2 separate regions of the Zea mays genome follow, and region 1 is linked to region 2. A link is a contact called in public Hi-C data. All regions are on one chromosome and are shown on one strand. Each heading gives the region's core, a stretch centred on a gene start, on an enhancer-like site or on the middle of the called end of the contact. The rest is flanking DNA. Distances are from core to core; before and after follow the strand shown. Region 1 holds the start of LOC100286243 (polcalcin Jun o 2). Region 2 holds the start of LOC100281369 (glutathione S-transferase).

Region 1 (2,700 bases), core at 96-2,595, 160 kb before region 2:
CCCTGATGATGCCAATGATTGATAGGTACGCAATCAGGACAATTCCTCAAGCTCCTCCCCACCTTCGCAAGAATATTCCTGTTCCATGTTTGAGATCTTAAGAAAAAAAAATCCTCCACAAGTTCAACAAAAGATCACTACAGCTTTTATCTGCATCGAGCTAAATTAACAGCCTACGGATTCCACCGCGCTGAGATTACCAGATTTACATTGGATCTAACAAATACCAAACAAACATGCAAAAAACATTCACATATTCCGAGAGGTGGAAACACACGAATTAGAGATCCACATAGGAGTAGGTTCGAATCGTCTACTCTTTCATTCACATAGTCAAGCATCCGCATCTCTAGAACAGAAGTTAGCTCTGAACCACTGCTTTCATCCAGGCTCCAATCTTGCAAAAAGCAATATCCGCCGTGGTTCCCAATTATTAGTAGAGAGAAGAATCTAGCGCTAGTGCTTCTCCATGATGATCTTGGCTTCTATATACACTTTACTTAAGACCGCACACGACGCCATACGCTCGGCTGCTGTGAACGGAGGGGGGGGGGGGGGGGGGGGGGGGGGGGGGATGGGTGGAGCAGCAGGGATTCGAAAGGGCTGGGGAGGGAACCTCTAATTACCTAGGCGATCTTTGCGAAGCATGCTCCTCCCCTGGCCATCATGACCTTGAACTCGTCGAAGGAGATGAGGCCGTCGCCGTTCTGGTCGACGCCCTCGATCATGCGGCGGCACTGCGCGACGGAGGCGGGCTCGCCGAGGCTGCGGAGGACGCGCGCGAGCTCGGCGGCGGAGATGGCGCCGCTGCCGTCGGCGTCGAAGACGCGGAAGGCGTGGCGCAGGTCCTCCTCGACGGCGGCCGCGTCGCCGGCCACCGTGGCGTTGAGGGCCGCGAACTCGGGCAGGCTGATGAAGCCGTCGCCGTCCGCGTCCGCCTCGGCCATCATGCGCGCCACCTCGTCGTCCGACGCGCCGTGGCCCAGGCTCTCGAACAGCGCCGCCAGCTCCGACCGCGAGATCCGCCCGTCGCCGTTCGCGTCGAACTTGCGGAACACGCGCGCCATCTCCTCCTCCGCCGTCGCCCGCTCCGGGGACCCGCTGCCGTCGCCGTCGCCCGCGGCAGGCGCCTGCTGCTGCGGCTGCGGCGGCGGCGGCTTGGAGGAGCGGCGGCGGAACAGGGACGGCACGGGCATCCTGATCTTGCCCATGTCGCGTGGCGTGAGGGGGCTGCGACTGCGAGGGGGTTCGGCTGGATCCGTCACGGCTGCGGTTTCGGTTCTGCGACGGGCGGCGTATTTATAGAGGCAAGGCAGAGGCAGTTCCTTTCCCATTGCTATCGATCACGGATCGCAGCCAGGGAGGGAGGCCGGGGCCCGGGGAGGAAGCTGCGGCGTCTAGCTGTTGCGCTACGAGTCCCTGCATTGTGGGCCTGCGTTTGGGAAGCCGTATTTGCTTCGCACCTGCCAGTGCCAGTGGGATTGCGGATCCCGCAAACCTGCTTGTAGTTGTAGTATTGTAAAGGCAATTTCCCCCCTTTGTTTGTTTCAATATATAAGATTTTATTTGCTAGGTTACGATTAAAAAACAAGTTCGTTCGAAAAAAAGGGAAAAAGAGAGAGAGAAAAGAAAATAGTATGCTTAAAGGTTGCTTGGCCCGCAAAACACCCCAGATGATGGCATGAGCCAGAGGGTCCGAACGAACATGGCGCCACCACATGCAAACCTACCACTTTGATGCCGAAGCATGTACTATGTGAGATGGGGGCAAGGCGACGGGTTTGCTTGTGAGGGTCGTCTGTCTTTTTGTTCCTTTCTTTTAGTTGGAGGACTGCTTAAGTAAATGTGGGGGAAGTAATAGTCACTGCTATTGGATATGCGATGCGATTCTTGTGCGATGGGTAAGCTGCGTTTAGAACGTGTGTGTTTGAACCAAAAAAGAGCTGGCGGACGGTTCGGCCCTAAGGCCGGACGGTCCGCGGTCCGGACAGTCCGCGCCTGTGGGCCGGACGGTCCGCGCGTGCGCCGAACATATTAGGGTTCCGAGTTTTGTGCTACGGTTATTAGCTATATTCGCGGAATTAGCTTGGAATCAGTTGTGTAAAGAGTTCAGCCCCCCTCCTCTATAAATAGAGAGGTCTACGGCCGATTTTAAACTATCAACCGAATCAATACAACTTCTATTCGCATTTATTTCCAGTACAAGTAGAAGTAGTTCTAGTCTAGTTCTAGTTTAGCCTCTCGATCCCCAAATTCTTCGGCTCTCTTCGACTCTACGCCGATTAGAGGAGTCTAGGTCGGCCGGCCCGAGCCTAGACAATCCCTAGGATCTCTCCTTCCCGACGGGGTCCCTCCCGGGAGCGAGATCCAGGCGCCGCCGACGATCTTCCGCCGCCCCTGCGCACGCGCGGACCGTCCGGCCGTCAGGCAGGAAACCCTAGCCCCTGCGCCAGGTCGCGGACAGTCCGGCCCCAGGCCGCGTACCGTCCGTGCCTGACCAGAGAGCACCGCTGCCGGTTCTTCTTGAGTATTTGACGCTCCGAAAAGGCGTCAACATACTTTTTGGCGACTCCGCTGGGGACATACATATCTAAGCTCATCAAATCGGCCCTCAATGGCCGGTTCAAGGGATAGCTCTGATATTTCTCCAAGCAACATCATAAAGCCGACTTGGGAAACCTTGCCGGCTGACGAGCAGCT
Region 2 (2,700 bases), core at 166-2,665:
ATATAAAAGTCTGCATGGTACTGATGGTTGCAATGTAATGGTGAAACAACTAGATTAAAATAACAAAATTTATGTATGGATAGGATCACAAATGTATTAAGAAACCTTTTCTCATAACAGTACTGTGGTATTATGTGTTTCCGTTGCAACGCACGGGCACTCACCTAGTACTCACTTAAATCTAATAGACAATATTATTTAGATCACTCATCATCCCCTTCTTCCCCGCCGCCCCCTCCCCTCACTTACGCCATGAGGGACATGCTAGTAGTATTAAATTTTGACCTCTCCCTTCCCCTCTATAGGATCGTAGCATTAACATGGGTTACATGCTAGTAGTATTAAATTCCTTAGTGAAACAAAACAAACATAGAAAATGCCATGCTGACAGATCTTAATTTGTTCAAATGTATGTCAGTCGAGTTTATGTCAACACCACGGTTCTTAGCCCTGTCACATTTTTTTTCTTTAAAACATAATAATGCTCTATTTGCATCTTAGTCAAAATATAATAACAACATTACTTTAGTTGACCACATGTCAGCCGTCGAAGATAAGTCTATTTTCGGTGTGAATGACACGTGACCACCGAAAATAATATTTTTTTTTATTTCGACGATCGCTTTTGAGCCGCTGAAAATAAACTTATCTTCCGCGGCTGCTATAAAATCACCAAAGGTTTATTTTCGGTGGCAACTACAGATGGCCAAATTGTAACACCCCAAATTCATGTCTTAGAAATCAGAAAAAGTTCTTATAAGAATATGGATTTAAAAATGTCTTTTAATAAGAATTTTATTACCTTGGGAATCATCTCCTTAAAATAAATAAAGGATAACATTGTATTTTGATTATTCAGAGTTGTATTAAATACTAAAAATGGAATCTAAATTTGAAATTCATAAAATAAACAACCCTTAAGATTTTTTTAATCAGATATTCGGAAGGAAATTGATCACGCATCTCCATTTCCATGCTGGGGTCACTGCTTAAGCCAACATATGGTTCATTCTCTAGCTCCCGACCAGCTTGCCCTGTGTGTGTATATTACATTATCTGCTCGATCCGCTTGTGTGTTGGTGTTTCTAGCTCTTTTTTTATAAAAGAAGTTTTTATTAATCAGATATTCAGATCTCTATGACTTCAGCTGCATCAATCAGTAACCACGACTGTAGGTTGTAGGTTTGCATTCAACGATTCTGTGGGTTGAAGCAGCTAAGCAACTTCTTCTGCTGAATCCACCACACAGTCGTCGAAAGAAAGGAGCAGAAACGAGAAAACGCTGACCATAGTTTCTTGCAGAGGAAGCAGTGCGCCTGCCTTCAATCTAACTACATATCCTATAGACGATATAAATAATAATGGTCTAGGCGTCTAGCAAGCAGGAAGCCACAACCAAACAGCAGAAGAAACATGTCTTCTTCACCTGTTAAGATCATCGGCCATTCGGTAAGCCCATTCTCGCACCGCGTCGAGGCCGCTCTGCGGCTCAAGGGCGTGCCGTATGAGCTGATCCAGGAAGACCTGAGCAACAAGAGCGAGCTGCTGCTCGCCAAAAACCCTGTCCACAAGAAGGTGCCCGTGCTCCTCCATGCCGATCGTGCCATCTGTGAGTCCCTCGTCATCGTCGAGTACGTCGACGAGACCTTCGACGGGCCGTCCCTCCTCCCGGCCGACCCCCACGACCGTGCCACGGCCCGTTTCTGGGCAGACTTCATGGACAGGAAGGTACTCTCAGTTTTTTTAGTGGAATCTGAAAAATAGATCTGCTGGTTTTACTGAACTGTGCTGATGAACCTGACCGACAGCTCCTGAAGCCGTTCTGGCTGGCGCACTGGACAGAGGGCGACGCGCAGAAGGCTCAGGTGGAAGAGGCCAAGCAGAAGCTGGCGCTCATGGAGGCGCAGCTCGACGGGAGGAGGTTCTTCGGGGGCGACACCGTCGGCTACGTCGACATCGCAGCCTGCGTGCTAGCTCCTTGGCTCAGCGTCGTAGAGGAGGTGACTGGAGTGGCCGTGGTTGACGAAGGTGAGTTCCCTGCTCTGCGCCGTTGGTCCAGAGAGTACAGCTCCTGCGAAGCTCTCAAGCAGTGCGTCCCGGACAGGGACCAGCTCGTCGCCTTCTATACTGAAAGGAAGGAGGCGTACAAAGTGTTCGCTAATGCATGGTTGCAGCAGTAGTTTGGTTTTGTGTGTGGAATAATAATGTATGGATCACAGATTGTCTGTGCTGAAATAACAGTAATGAGCCTAGCTAGATAAGTAAATAACCATATGCATGTCTCAGAAAAGTTTAGATGAGTTGACCATCGAAACCCCGATTCAGAACATCCACACAATCTATCCATGTCTATTCTGAGAAACATCATTCCAAAAAATTCCTCAGATTTAAAATGCTCACCTCAATTTTAAATAACTGCTATATCAATCAACCGCCCGAGCATAGGCTAAATTTATGGCTTACATAGTTACATCTGATCGAAATTGGTTACTGTCGTGGATTCGGAAACCGGGGGACAATGAGATTTGTGTTTGGGGGTTACTGGCGCGGACTCCTTCCGGATGGTAAATCACAGTAACTCGGACAAAGAACTTGAGACATGGGGTTTATACTGGTTCAGGCCGGAGCCCTAGCCCAGTGTAGTGTTGATCGTAGTATTGTAACGGTATGTGTTACTTCTAGTGTGCTTGTGTCGAGAAG

The links. A called contact is a pair of places that touch in the nucleus more often than the background predicts.
Region 1: a Hi-C map of leaf shows a contact between it and region 2, with 4 times the contacts expected there. The contact joins the promoter of LOC100286243 here to the promoter of LOC100281369 in region 2. A contact is called at or near these places in 2 of 25 Hi-C or Micro-C datasets (both in leaf).

The regions. Positions count from the first base shown.
Region 1 is chr3:151,609,652-151,612,351 of Zm-B73-REFERENCE-NAM-5.0, reverse strand. It overlaps LOC100286243 (polcalcin Jun o 2), which reads right to left and starts at 1,345. Exons shown (of 2, transcript NM_001159131.2): 1 at 627-1,345; 2 at 1-78. The coding sequence starts at 1,211. The coding sequence ends at 627.
Region 2 is chr3:151,447,611-151,450,310 of Zm-B73-REFERENCE-NAM-5.0, reverse strand. It overlaps LOC100281369 (glutathione S-transferase), which reads left to right and starts at 1,415. Exons shown (of 2, transcript NM_001154287.2): 1 at 1,415-1,728; 2 at 1,809-2,359. The coding sequence starts at 1,717. The coding sequence ends at 2,180.